3 separate regions of the Mus musculus genome follow, and regions 1 and 2 are each linked to region 3. The links are chromatin contacts, called in public HiCAR-type and promoter capture Hi-C maps. All regions are on one chromosome and are shown on one strand. Each heading gives the region's core, a stretch centred on a gene start, on an enhancer-like site or on the middle of the called end of the contact. The rest is flanking DNA. Distances are from core to core; before and after follow the strand shown. Region 1 holds the start of Pno1 (partner of NOB1 homolog). Region 2 holds the start of Commd1 (COMM domain containing 1). Region 3 holds the start of Rab1a (RAB1A, member RAS oncogene family).

The links. Promoter capture Hi-C pulls out the DNA fragments that hold promoters and counts their contacts. HiCAR-type assays count read pairs that join an accessible place to other places.
Region 1: a contact with region 3 is called in a HiCAR-type map of astrocytes, with 9 times the contacts expected there. The contact joins the promoter of Pno1 here to the promoter of Rab1a in region 3. A contact is called at or near these places in 7 of 39 promoter capture datasets (the 3T3-L1 cell line, the C10 cell line, cranial neural crest and 4 more), 1 of 484 Hi-C or Micro-C datasets (uterus), 2 of 115 datasets of contacts at active chromatin or transcription factors (astrocytes and large pre-B cells) and 1 of 9 other capture datasets (adipose tissue).
Region 2: a contact with region 3 is called in a promoter capture Hi-C map of pre-B cells, with 4 times the contacts expected there. The contact joins the promoter of Commd1 here to the promoter of Rab1a in region 3. A contact is called at or near these places in 3 of 39 promoter capture datasets (hippocampal neurons, liver and pre-B cells), 1 of 115 datasets of contacts at active chromatin or transcription factors (astrocytes) and 1 of 9 other capture datasets (adipose tissue).

What each region holds. Positions count from the first base shown.
Region 1 is chr11:17,209,644-17,214,392 of GRCm38.p6, forward strand. It overlaps Pno1 (partner of NOB1 homolog), which reads right to left and starts at 1,946. Exons shown (of 7, transcript NM_025443.2): 1 at 1,670-1,946; 2 at 1,345-1,494. The coding sequence starts at 1,864. Wdr92 (WD repeat domain 92) reads left to right here and starts at 2,250. Exons shown (of 8, transcript NM_178909.4): 1 at 2,250-2,503. The coding sequence starts at 2,321.
Region 2 is chr11:22,979,720-22,984,829 of GRCm38.p6, forward strand. It overlaps Commd1 (COMM domain containing 1), which reads right to left and starts at 2,565. Exons shown (of 3, transcript NM_144514.2): 1 at 2,360-2,565. The coding sequence starts at 2,536.
Region 3 is chr11:20,199,296-20,204,016 of GRCm38.p6, forward strand. Rab1a (RAB1A, member RAS oncogene family) reads left to right here and starts at 2,117. Exons shown (of 6, transcript NM_008996.4): 1 at 2,117-2,357. The coding sequence starts at 2,335.

The sequences.
Region 1 (4,749 bases), core at 696-3,195, 3.0 Mb before region 3:
ATCATTTCGATGCTGTTGTTTCCCAAATCAACAAGTCTAGTTCGGAATACTTACATGCCTGGTACTGAGGAAATCAGAATAGTTTAAGTAGGAATCTTATCTACAAGTAATCACTTGAACTGCAGAAACTACTGTTATTCATAGAATGCCCATCACCGTAATAATAATATGCTGTACACATCTAGCTCTAAGCTTCACTCTGACAACTTGAGTATTATATAGTGTAAACAAATGAGGAAATTAAGGCACTAAAAAAAATCAAACACAAATCTAATTTCTAAAATATCCCTTTGGGTCTCCCACACAGTCCATTTGAAGAGATTACACATTTGACAAATTTAGAAGCATACAGAAGTGTGTTCAGATTTTCACACCCAAAACCAGACCCCAGCAGGGCATGGCAGCACATGCCTTTAGGTCCCATACCCTTCAGATCTCTCCAAGTTCCAGGCTAGCTAGAGCTACAGAGTGAAGCCTAGTCTCAAAGAAAAAAAAAAGAAAGGAAGAAAGAAAGAAAAAAGAAAGAAAGAAAGAAAGAAAGAAAAAGAAAGAAAGAAAACAAAAATAAAACAAGAACAAAGCCACAAAGCCCCAGACTCTGGCTCTCACCCTATGTATGACTCTCGGCAAGTCCCATGAACATCTAGGATTTAAGTTTTCTCACCCCTGCCTAATCCTCCAGCACTCTCATGTCTATGGGTGTATATCATCTATGTCATACCTTAAGGAACAAATGATGTGGTATACGTTAAGCTATCACTGTGCATCTGATATATGGTATCAGCAAATACTAAGAACACAAACCAATGACCCTGCAGTAAACAAGGCAGCTAAAGTAGAACAGAAATGTATAAACTTCTGAAGAGAGCTTGAGTTCTCTTGAAAGCTGACTGGAACTGAAGTAAGAAGACAGCAGAGAAAGTGGCCTTCTCCAGAGACCAGAGCCACCAAAGATACTGGCAGGGGAAAAAAAAACCAAAAACAAAAAAAAACAAAAAAAAGGGAAACAAACACAACTGGGTCTCCTACTTGAAAGGCAGGCTTAGTCAAGTGTCTGGCCTTTATCCCTTAGGAATGCCGAGGAGGCTAGAATACCATAATAAAAGCATTGTGATATGGGAAAATTAATTTGGCACTGACACCGAAGATCTACTGAAAAAAAAATAAAGGAATTAATTTACATTTTTTTCTAAGTGGCACACGTTTCCTCCAAAAAGAGCACTTACACTGAAGAAAGTACCTACAATTACCACTTGTTTAGGCACTACCGTGTATCATTGTCTACTTTTATTAAGGCTGAAACTACGAAATGGTAGGCTACGAAATGGCTACCCTCTTCCTTACCCTGATTTCTACATTCCTTGATTTCAGGTTAAAGCGTATCTGAAGTCCCAAATGTTCTACAATCGGAGTAAATATCTTCATCCAGTTTTCTTTCAACGGTGTGTATCTGTTACCTGGGACGGGAATTTTCCTCGTTTCTTCTTTCCCAGTCTGCAATAAAAACATACACACTCAGGAGGCGACTGAGAGATGCGGGCCTAGGCGAAAAAACAAACAAACAAACAAACCCCCCAAAACAACAAAACAAAACAAAACCGAGAACCGACCCTTTCACCTGGACGCCCGGGCCCCGCCCCGCCCCGTCCCGTCCCGTCCTGATCCCCACCAGGAGCTGATCCCCGGAGAGCGGCGGGAAGACCGGCCTCTTCGCCGGCCGCGCCTCCTCCGTGTCCATGCGTCCGGCTTCTCCATCCTGTCCCGCCGCTGACGACTGCTCAGCCTGTCGTTTCTTCGCCCGGCGGCCCCCTCTGTGCGTGACGGGAGTAAAGCCGTCCTCCGTTCCGGTGCTTTGCGTCTCCATCTCGGCCAAGATCAATCCCGGCAAGTACGACTAGAGGAACACGTGCGTGGTTGTACAGCGCATGCGCCAGCCTCCACCAATCGATTTGAAGACACCACCCCTTTTCCTAGGCGGGGTCCATGCCAGGGGCCTAAGGCTGGATTGGTCCGCGTTTCGGAATTGCTGTCCTGGGATATGCCTGTTTGCTAATGTCTCCGTGCCCTCATACGCTCGCAGCCGAAGCATTCACAGTCTTTACTGTGTCTATGTAAAGTCGTTGTGGTAACGGCAGTAAATTAGCTTGTGCCATGTGTGGAGAAGCATCTGTTGCGGTCTCAGTAGCTCACACGGCATTTTCGGAGGCATCCAAGCCCAACTTGCTAAGGCTTCCGGGTAGAATGCGGCTAGGGAGGGACAAACTGCCCCTGATCTGTTTGCAGTCTGGTTACCAAGTTAGCGTTTGGTTGCATCTACACCATGTCCACCTTCGAGAAGCCTCAGATCATTGTCCACATTCAAAAGGGCCTCAACTACACAGTGTTCGACAGCAAATGGGTGCCCTGCAGTGCCAAATTCGTGACGATGGGCAACTTTGCCCGGGGCACCGGCGTTATCCAGGTGTACGAGATCCAGCGCGGGGACCTCAAGCTGCTGCGGGAGGTGGGTGCAGGCTTGGACCGTTTGGGTTTGCGTGATCTAGGGTCTGATTCCTCAATGCTCCAGCAGAAACAGAAAGGAGGTGACAGATTGAGAAATACTTCAAACTAGGCTCTCACTGCAGCCTCTTCCTCCCACCATCCTCCGTGCAGTCCGTTGCAAGGTTTCTGGGAAGTGAAGTTAACATTTCGTGGCAACGTTCTTGGACCTTATAGGCTGTTAGCAGTTGTCGTAGTCTACTAGTAGATATATGCAATAAACCCACATTTCATACAAGCAAAACCAAAGGAGGCACCGGGATACCTACAACAAAGTTGATGACGAACTAGTAAATACCACATCCTTTCAAGAAGTGTCAGTTCAATGCCTGATAGTCCCAGGCATGGGAATTGCAATGCCAGCTATATCATGGAGTTTATTTTCTGTTGGGGGAGACAGTCCAACAGCCAGACCAAGAATGCATACATACATGTAAACTCATCAAGATGAGTTTTCTAATGTGCAGGTCTATAAAAGTAAAAACAGATGCAGGACGAGTAGAAACTAACTAAAGCAAATTTAGAGTAGAGTATGAAGTTTCTTACAAAAAACAGCATGTGAGAAAGCTCAGTGATAATGGTGGAAGGTAGTTTATTATCTTTTTAAAAAAGAAAAACACGAGCTAGAAGTGGTGTTGCACACCTTTACTCACGGCAATCAAGAGAAAACAGCAGGAGAATTTCAGTTTGAAACCCTATCTGCAACAACCACAACCCCCGTAAAATAAAATAAAATACACATTCATAAGGGATAAGTAATGACCATTGCAAGATATGTAAGACATTCCACAGATTTGTCCTTCATTTTGCTTTAAGGAAAACAGGACACCACTGAAGGACTTTTAGGCGGATAATGCAAGACTAGATTACAGGTTTCGTATCCAGCTGCCAGTGAGCCAATTACAGAATGGGGACAATAATTGACATTTTCTTTATCCCTCCTTCCCTCCCTTCCTTTCTTCCTTTTGTGTGTGTGTGTGTGTGTGTTTTCTATGTTACTCAGCTGGCCTCAAACTGATAATCCTCAAACAAGGCTCTCAATGGGCTGGGGTTCAGGTCTCCTGCCACAGTGCTGAGTTGTGGCAAAGTAACAGTTTTATAGTTCGTTACAGTATTTAAAATGTTTCTATTTGAGTTGAATGGAACAAATTGCAGCCACACGGAGGTGTTGAGAGCTGATAAGAGGTTAGGGAAGGTAGAGGATAGATAAGCTTGCAGGGCAAGGTATGTGGAGCACAGTCCTTCCCTGAACTTTGCTGAGAGCCTGTTTTCCGGTTTAGTTCCTACTCTATAGCCAGGTATTGGACTTGGAGATTCTAAACATAGATTGATCCTTCCTGCCTTGCCTTATGTCCTTCATCTGTTGCTGGTCCAGTGGCCAGTTCAGATTATCTGATTTAGGAAGCCCCTTCTGATCTCTGCTCAAGGAACCTTTCAGTACATTCCACTCCTATAATACTGACCATCTGTGCCAGAAGTAAACAGTCTGTCTCATTTCTAGATAGTAAGCTGGAGAGCAAGGGCAGGGTCTTCTCCTGTTCTTTGTAAGGACCAGCCACTCAGTACACATTTATTAAAAGAATGGAGTCTGAATGAACTTGGAACTCAGTTTTAAATACTGGTGGAGGGATTGCCAGTCAGTGTGTGGGGTAAGGACTCTGAACACGGGAGACATTGGCCTAACAGAAACTTTAAAGTGAAACGTGAGGAGCAAATGCCAGTCAGCCCTCAGCCAGAAAGCTTGAATAGGCTTGTGGTCTTTTGCTTTCCCAAGAATTACAATTTTTTAATTCTGTTTAGTAATAGTTATTTGAAGTGAAATGGTTTTCATCTCTTCTAATTTCTGAAGAATCCTAGCAAAGTTTTATTTATTCATTTATTTATTCTTAGTGAAAGTAATATGTGTTTCTAAAAGAGCATGTAGGAAATGTAACTAGGGCTACAAAAGAAATTGTAATACGTAATCTGAACCACGGGGGCAACAACTTCGAAGGTCTACTTCCTCTCCATCCCACGAGTAATTACTGACGCTACCATCGAGGTACTGTGCTCCAAAATCCAAGTAAAATATTAGAAACAAAGCACCTCTCAGAATTTCATGTGGTATTTGTTTGGGCTTCAATAGAAAAGCATGTGGGTTAAATCGATAATCACTGGTTCTCACTGCATCAAGGTTTGTTCTTGTGTTTGGTTGCTAATGATGGTTATATA
Region 2 (5,110 bases), core at 1,315-3,814, 2.8 Mb after region 3:
TTAACAGGAACTTTAAATAGTGTGGTTTTAGGCTGTTTAGACAGTTGAAACTACACAGTGAAACACTGTCTTGAAAACCAACAAAAAAGTAGACACATTAAATTTGCCGCCTCATCTGTGTGCGCTTGGATGTAAGAGATCAACAGCAAGCGTCCTCAGTGGTACTCCCACTTACATGTAAATGGGTACATGTGCTGTGGGGGCAAGAAGTTGAATTCAGGCATCCTGCTTTACCACTCTCCAGCTTTTTCTTTAAAAAAAAAAAAAAAAAGTGATTGTGTAGGCCAGGGGATAAGTTGCCACAGTTAATTCTCTCTTTCTCCCATGTGGGTTCCAGGGACTTCGATTGTCAAGCTTAACAGCAAGTGGCTTCACCTGCTAAGCTCTCGCTGGCCCGCAACCCTATTTTTAAATTCTAGCACAAGGTCTCACGGAACCCAGAGCTCACTAATTGGCTAGGCTGGCCGACTGGCCAGTGAAGTCTAAACATCTGCCTTTTTCCACCTCACAAATGCCGGGTTCCAAACATGCCTGTCATTTATCTGAGAACCGGGATCCAACTCAGGGCTTCCTACTCTCACGGCAAGCGTTTTCCTAGGGAGTTGCCTCCCTCACCATCCACTTCACCTTTTAAAGGTGTATTGATTTTTATTTTATGTGTATGAGTGGCCTGCCTGCATATATATAAGTGCACTGTATGAGTAGCTGAGGCCATGAAGACCAGAAGGTGCTAGATCTAGAACTGGAGTGACAGACTAGAGTAAGCTGCCACATGGCTTGTAATCAGAATTAATACAGTGGTCATTAGCCACATATGGCCACTTTAACCATTTCGAATGTGGCTAGTTGCAACTAAAATGTTTTAAATGTAAAATGCACATCATATTTTAAAGACTTTGTGAAGGAGCTGGAGAGATGGCTCAGCAGTTAAGTGTACTGGCCATTCTTTCAGAGAATTCAGATTCAATTCCCAGCATCCCCATGACAGATCACCACTGTCTGTAACGCCAGCATCAGAAGTTCCAACACATTCAGAGATACACATGCAGGCAAAACTTCAATACACAGAAAATAAAGACTTTGTGAAAACAATACATTGAATAGTAATTACATAAATGATAGATACCTTGAATACACTTTAGTTATAACAGCTTACCCAAGGGGAAAAAAAAAAAAAAGTCACAGGAACCAGCTGCCAGCTGGGCAGATAGCTCAATTAGGGCCTGGTTCTGATTCTCCAGCACCCATGAAAAGGCTGGGCATGGTCCCCTATTTCTGTAACCCAAGCTCTGGGAGAGCAAATACAAGCAGATCTCTTGAGTTCTTGGCTGCTCTAGCCAGTCAGTGAGACTGGATTCCAGGTACAGTGAGAGAGAGACTCTGTCTGGAAAGATAGGTAGAGAGTGATAGTGCAAGGTATCCCCCCACACGCCACCCCCCACACAGAGTGAGATAGTGCAAGGTACCCCACCCCATGCCACCCACACACACAGAGGTCACAGCAGGAGATGGTGGTAGCTGCTTGAAATTCTAACACTTGGGAAGTGGAAGGTGGATCAACTACACGTGAGTTCAAGGCTAGTCTGGGCTACAAGAGATCCTATCTCAAACCCCAGGTGGAATGGGGGACTGGAGAGACTGCTTAGAAGAGCCCTAATAATGCTCTTGAGGAAGACCCGGGTTTCCAGCACCCATGTGGTGGCCTATAACCGTTCCAACCACCAGTGCACATGCAGGCACCGCACCCATACACATAAAATAAAAATAAATCTTTTTAGTTAATTTCACCTGTTATGTTGCCCTCTAATAGTTTTCATGAGACAGTCTGATGTATACTTCGTTCCATTTGGAAATCATAGAGTCGACTGCTTTAATGGTGTTTACTCCAGTTAATCAATCCTTTATCTCACCAACCACCTCATGCTAACGCTCCCCAACTTCCACAACCCAGGAAAGCTGGCAAGCACGCTCTCGCTCTCTTTAAACAAGGGTCTCACCACATTGCCCTGACTGCCCTGGAACTCTGTGCAACAGGCTGGCCTCGAACTCACACAACTCTCTGCCAGCCTCTGCCTCTCCAAGTGCACAGATTAAAGGAGTGCACTACAACGCCCGGTGCAACATCAAAGTCCGAGGCGAAAAAAACTCGAAACTTATCTATACTACAGACACAGAAAGTCTTGAGGGAGAGAAAAAAAAATCAATGTTTTCACCGTTATGTGTCCCTAAAACAAGGGCGCAACAGAGCGACCTCCACGGCTCAGGAGGGTCGCTGAGCGCCCAAAGACAGCAGCACCCGAGGCTGGGGGCGGGCCTGAGGCTGCGAGGAGGGCAGGGCTGCTCGGCGGAACCACCGTACCTTGAGAAGTCCTCTCATCTTCGCCAGGAAGGGGCGGAACTCCTCCGGTGGCACTTCCGGATAGAGTTGGCTGTGCAGCAGCTCCTCCGTGACACCCGAGTGTCCGTGAAAGGCGTTCTGCGCTAGGCCGCTCAGCAGCCCGCTCAGGGACTTGCCACCCTCCAGATCGCCCGCCATGGCTAAGGAGGGCCTGCCGCCCAGCGGCTGAGCTCCGGTCCGCTACGGGGGCCGAGAAGGGCCATAAAAGCTGGCAAAGGCAGCCACGGAACGCGATGCCGGGTTCCTCCACTAGTCGATATAAACAGTTCTCTCGTTTGCTCTGCCACACACATCCACTACTTCCACCACAGCCAAATCCACTCAGTTTCCTTTAGAGTCACTGTGTTTTTGTTGTTTCCTTCTTCACTCCGATGTGCAAATGCGCACTCAAAGGAACGATCGCTGGCTGGAGATACCTAACTGTAACTCCGTAAGAATGCCACCTTAATTCTTCGATGGCTGTATCTCATTCTACAGCTTGCAATTAAATGAGCAGTGCCTACTACTCAGTTCTAAGCTCTATAATCTTTTCCCCACGCCCCCCAAATGTAGCTACTTCATGAGGACATGATCTCTTTGCTTGCATTAATTCCTTTGTGTATACCCGTACGTTGTCTTTCTAGCCATTATCAGTAGTCTGGTCTCCATTTCTATAACCACTATTTTTCAAAGCCTTATTTTCATTCTTAAAGTGGAATCGCATTAGTAAATACTTATCTACATAATTACCCAAAAAAAAACCCTTACTTATATTCAGCTATAATAAGCGTGTAGCATGATACTATAATATAGGTGAACCTTTAAAATGTGCTAAATGAGGGCTGGACAGATTCAATGGTTAAGAATGTATACTATTCCTGTAGCGGACCAAAGTTCAGTTTCCAGCACTCGCTTTAGGCGACTTACAACCTCCTGTAACTCCAACCTCAGAAATTGAAAGCTTCCACCAGCAATGTACTCATGTGCACAGACAGGCCTACATAATTAAAAAGAAAAAAAGAAAAAAAATGCGTGAAACGAATGAAGCCAGACATGAAAGACAACTGGACAATCTTATTTACTGCTAAATTAAGCAAATCCATACAAAAATCCAGTTGTCAAGGACTGAAGGAGGGAAGAATAGGAAATGACATAATGGGTACAAAGTCTGTTTTCAGATGATGAAAATGCCTATGAGCAGCCACTGGTGATAACTACACGGCTTTGTCCTTTACCAAAGCACAGTGAATTGTATACACTAAAAGACAGTTTTGCAATATGTAAATTAGCTCCCAATTGGAAAAATTAGTATAAGCTAATTGTAATTTAAAATAAAAACCCGGGCATAGTGGCACACACCTTTAATCCCTGCACTCAGGAGGCAGAGGCAGGCAGTTTTCTGAGTTCGAGGCCAGCCTGGTCTACAAGGTGAGTTCCAGGACAGCCAGGGCTATACAGAGAAACCCTGTCTCAAAAAGACCAAAATAAATAAATAAAAATAGCATACTGGGTTTTAATCCCTGAACTTGGGAGGCAGAGGCATTCTCTGAGTGTGAGGCCAGCCTGGATTACACAGAGAAACCTTGTCTTGAAAAACCAAAAAAAAAAAAAAAAAAAATTAAAATAAAGGAAAATGGTATAATAGACTATGAACTGCAGTGTGTTTAAGCACAGCTATGTCACTGGTGAGGAGGCATGCAAGGCAGCCAAATGCCTCCATCTTTTTTTAAGGAGATGTGTTTGGAACTGTGGCTCCATAAAAGATGTGGATTTGAGGTTTGGGGAGAGGTTGTTCTGTATAGCTAGCTGCATCAGCAAGTCAGGCTCTGTCTCTGGAGTCCTGTTTATGCCCTCCAAACATCACGTGTCCTCCATGTGTCTCACCTAGAGCACAGCTCTTGCCTCAGCACACACACCCAATCAGCTCACAAACTATAGTACACCACTAAAAGTTTTTTGGTACCTTTCTCTCTATGGCATTCCGACAAATGTAGCTCAACTATATAATATAAGGCAGACCAATGTATGTGTATTGTTAGTAAATAATCTTTTATCGTGTGTCTTTTCATGTGTTTGTTTATGTAAAACATCCCCTCTCCTGTGTCTGCTTCAGCTAAACATTCCTTCACATGTTTGTTCCAGCAAAGCACCACCCAGCTGACTTTCCAAAGAACCCTTAAGTTTTTACTTTAGTTGTGTTTTGAGAGGATTAGACACAAGGCTATGTGTGTTCTAGGCAGGTGTTCTACCACTAAGCAACATCTCCAGCTCCAGTGAATTTGCTTTAATTTTTAAATATCCATATGAAAGACCAGAGATTCATTTCATATATAACTCATACTGTGTTGAGGACTTGAGTACACAAACAGTGGCTATTTTTAAAAATTGTTTTAATTAGGTCTAAAATGTCGATATAAACCTTATTGATCGGGGCTAACAAGATGGCTCAGCAGGTAAGAGCACTGACTGCCCTTCCAAAGGTCCTGAGTTCAAATCCCAGCAACCACATGGTGGCTCACAACCACCGGTAATGAGATCTGACGCCCTCTTCTGGTGCGTCTGAAGTCAGCTACAGTGTACTTATGTATAATAATAAATAAATCTTGAAAAAAACCTTATTAATCCAGGTATGGTGGCACATGTCTTTATCCCATCCTTCAGGAGGTAGAAATAGGCAGTTGTAAATTTGAAGACAGGCTGGGCTACATAGGGAGCTCCAGGCCAGGCAGAGGT
Region 3 (4,721 bases), core at 867-3,366:
GTGTTTTTCTTTCTGAGTGTCTGCTTTCTTCCTTAATCTTTATGTTTAAGTCTATATTAAAATATCAGTAATAAAACCCCAGCTAGGGCTGGAGAGATGGCTTCTCTGGTAAGGACACTTTTTGTTCTTGCTGAGGACCTGTTTTCAGTTCCCAGAACCCAGCATAACCAACTATAACTCACGTTTCAGAGTATCAAATGCCCTATTCTGGGCTTTGAGGCCAAGAGGCACATGCATGGCACACCACACACACACATACACACACAGGCAAGAGACACTCATACATAAAATTAAATGACAGATTTGGGGTGGGTGTTGGGACAGAGGTTCACTATGTAGCTCTGTTCTGGAACTTGCTATGTAGACCAGGCTGGTTTCAAACTCACAGAGAAGCACCCATCTCTGCCTCCTGAGGGCTGGGGTCAAAGGCATGCTATGTCTGGCTTACATGATAAATCCTAAGACAAAACAAAACAACAATAACAACAAAATTTTTGCTTGAAAAATTGAGTTTAGGACACTTCAGAGTTTTTATTCTGTGAAATGATAAGAGGAAGTATGGTGGGCTTTAGGGTCCAGGGCTGTAAACCTCCATCTAGGGTCATTTCAGAAGTTAGTATGGAAAAGAACCCAGGAGGCAGAGGCCAGGGAAACACTGAGTTCGAGGCCAGCCTGGTCTACAGAGGGAGTTCCAGGACAGCTAGGGCTACACAGAGAAACTCTGCCTCAGAAAACCAAAAACCAAAACCCAGACAATAACAAGAAAACTCCCAAAACTATGTATGTGTGGTCTGATGAGGCTGTCAGGACACACGGAGGAACGCCAGAGGGATGTGTAAATATGTTCTGAGTATATGGTTAGTCATGAGAACAGCCTCTTTTGCATATTTTGATGTCACAGAAATTCAGAAATTAAAAGTAAATCTACAGTTGGCCCCAGGAGATAATATTCTTGCTTAGAACAAGTTGGAAGATAAACTTTGGTCAGTGTATTATACTATGCCCTTTGTAATAAATAACGCAAGATAATGCGTTAAAGTTTAGCGGAGATTTAAATTCCTGAGCTGATTAAAGTTGACACCATTAGGTCTAAAAAAATGTATTAATATTAGTTCTGGAGTCCGTACTGAAGAGTTTCATGGCTTAAAAAAAAATACTTATTACTGCCCAGTTGTGCAGACGGACACAGAATTAGTACTAATAAAAAACAAAGAGCAGCAAAAGCAACTGCAACCCCCCCCCCTCAAAAAAAACAAAAACAAAACTTAACAACCCAACCCAACCCAACCCTATCCCGGAAAACAATTCAACTTTTAAGTCTAGGCCTCAAGTAGGAGGAGAAGACTGGTTAAGGCTGACTTTAGCCTGTGTCTCAACAGCACAATGTTAAAGGTTGGAGGTCGAGATGGAGGAGCAGTTTCAGACAGGGAAATCTGGCTGTGTGAGCAGAAGAGAGACTAGAACAGGGTCCATTTGCAGCTATTGCAACATCAAGTTGCTAGAGTAAAACGGTAAAAAAAAAAAAAAAAAAATTAGAGAAGGAGTCGGGTGAGTGAGAAAGCGCAAGGTCTACAGAGGCCGCTTGAGTTTCCTGCTGTCCTTAGAGCAGCCTCAGACCCTGATGGTGATGGCCCCTGTGGTCTTGCCTGAGCAGAGCTCGTCAAGCTGTCTCCACCCCTCCTCACTGTCCCAGGCTTCCTGGGAGCCCCCTCCCCCTCTGCTGCGGCACCGCCCTCCGCCGAGTTCCTTCCTCCTCCCCTCCCGATGGGGCACCGACTCGCCCTGCTGCCACGTCTCACTGATGACATCAACACAGCCCGGTCGGCCTTAGCCAATCCGCTAGGGGGAGTCCGAGCGAAGTCCTAGCCAGCAGGCCAGCGGGGAGGGGAGCAGGAAGGGCGGGGTGTGGGGGTGAGGGAATCGGGACGGGGCGGGCTACAAGCTCGAAAGTGCGCATGCGTTCAGGGCGCGGGGCCTAGTGGGAAGCTGAGTGCAGACAGCCCTCGGCCCGGTCGGGCTGCCCAGCGCGCGGTGTGCTCATGACTCTCTTTCCCAGCGTGCCCCGCGACGCTGCCGCCCTCTGGGCCGCGCCAGGCCCCTTGGCCTAGGCTTCCCCAGTTCCTGGTTCGCCGGCGGCCATTTTGGGTGGAAGCGATCACTGAGTGGCGGCGGCTGCTGATTGTGTTCTAAGGGTCGGAGTGGGGTCGACGTTTGCTCTACCGGAACAGCTTAGCTCATTCCTCCCTTTCCATTACCTGTGGCGCGGAGAGTTGGGGCGGCGGCTGCGTCAGCAAGGGCGGTGGTGGCGGCGGCGGCGGCGGCAGCTGCAGTGACATGTCCAGCATGAATCCCGAATAGTGAGTGCAGGAGAGCCGGGGCGGGCCGGGGTGAGAGCGGCCGGCCGGGGGTGAGGGCCGCCGGGAGGTTCGCTGCGCAGCGCCGGGAAGGTCGGCCGGGCGAAGGAGACGGAGCAGCCTGAGGGCCCCATTGTCTGAAGGCCGAGGGCCGCAGCGCAGCGGGGAGGGGTCGGGCCTGCGGGCCGGGTCCCGACCGCAGCCGGCGGGGAGCTAGGTGCCGCGGCTGGGCGTTGGGGAGAGGGCCTCGGACAGTAGCCAGGAGGGGCGCGTCTCTGGAGGCAGTGACGGCTGGAGGAGGACTTGGTTTTAAGGGGAGGTAGGTGGGAGAGCTCTGCTAGAGGGCACTGTCAGACCCTGCGCCGGCTCTGCGGAGCTGTCAGCGTCGGCTTTACTTGTAAATCCCGAGCTTGTTAGAGCTCTCTCCCTGTTGGGTTTTAGGTAATATGGATGCTTCTTGGGACTGCGTGGGCTTGAGGGGGATGAGGAGATGGTGAGGAGCTATTTATAATGTTTAGTTTTCTTTTGGGCTTGTCTCCTGGGAGAGTTCTGTGAGACTTGTGAGACGTGACCCTTACAAAATCCTGGACATTTGTGAAATTTTTGGTTTAGGGGAGACATGAGTCTCCCAGTCACCTTTTGTCTCCAGTAGGTTAAGAAGAAGAAAAAGAAGAACAAAACTGAACTAAAAATAAACTAGAAATGTCTTCCTGGTACCACCAAGTTAAAGTACAAGTTTGCAGACAGTTTTGAAAAGAAACTAATGGGGCCTTTGATGATAGAGTTGTATGTAGGTTTTAGATTACCTGCTTGAATGCCTGTAGATAGGAAATGAGGTTCCATGACGTGTCATGAAAAGTTAATGCATTCCTTTTTCTTGCTTACTCAAGAAGTCACTGTAGCAGATGTGACACACCTGGCACCTTTCATGGGAACTGCGCTTCTCCTTTCTTGGATAGACATTGTTAGGCTCTCTCTTTGAACCCAAAATTCTCCTATGGTTTCCATATATGAAAATAACTTTAAGAGATGCCATTTTTATTATACTTTAGTGTCAGAAATCTTTAAGGGAGAGGGATTTTTGTTGGTTTTTAATAAGAGAAATCACTATTGCCGTAAAAGCTGGGCTTTATTTGTTGCTTTGGTCAGTTACCGCTAAGTGTGCCCCCATGAAAGGTCCAACCATCAGCTCGGCTGACTTGTCATGTGCGTGTCACATGACTCTTGCAAAAGACATTCTAAGTTCAGGTTTTCTAAGACTGGTTTAATACTGAAATGGTTTTTCCGTTTGTGTTAAGCAGAGGTCTTAGTATCTTGGTAGAATTTTACATACTTTTTTTTATTGTGTGTGTGATGCCTGTGATTGCAGGTGCACAGGTGTCACCTTGCTTGCTTCAGAGGTCAGGGGACAACTTTTGGGAGCTTATTCTTCCTTTGTGGCTTCAGGGATTGAACTCAGATAGGCACTGTATCCACAGAGCTATGTGCTTGGCCAGGCTTCTGTACTTGAAAAAGTTGGGAACAGTTCACATGGAGACACAGGTGCTGTGTTTGCAGCCCCTCTCCCAGGGCAAAATTAGTTTAGTTAAGCAAAGTTGAATTGGGGGTCCTAATTAGATTTTTGTGGAAACCAAAAAGAAGATGAATTTGTTATATTAGGAAGGTTTCTAATTTCTATTTGAAATTCCTGTTCTATTTGAGGAGATTCCTATATTTGTTAGGTGTGTATTTAAGTATTTTTATTATGCTTCTCAAATTTCCTAATGCTACGACCTTTCAATGCAATTCTTCATGTTGTGGCGACCCCTATCCATAACATTTTCATTGCTACTTCATAACTGTAATTTCGATACTGTATGAATTGTAATGTAAACAGCTGATATAGGATATCTGGTATGTGACCCCTGTGAAAGGGTCCTTTGACACCCAAAGGGGTTGCCACTTACAGATTGAGGACTGCTGAGGTTAGAGACACCTCCTGGAGCTGGAGTTAAGAGTACTTGTGACCAGCTGATGTGGATGCTAGGAATGGAACTAGAGTTTTCTGCAAGAACAATACATATTCTTAACTACTACTTGATCTCTCCAGCCCATGTTATGTGTTTATTTTTTAATACTGTAAGAGATTTAACTAAGCAACAAAAATTTGATGTTACTCAGACGTTGTTTCTCTTTTTATAAAGTAGTATAAAAAGTCATTTTTTACTGCCTACTAAAGTAGTAAGTAGTGTGGTTCATGAGTACATAAAAGATGTTTTGGACAGCTCTCCATCCAGATCATGCTGTAAGTAGAGTAAATCATTTTAATGTAAGCTTGGACTTCGGAGTGTGAGCCTTAGCCTCAAGGGGCCTGTGATGTAACATACA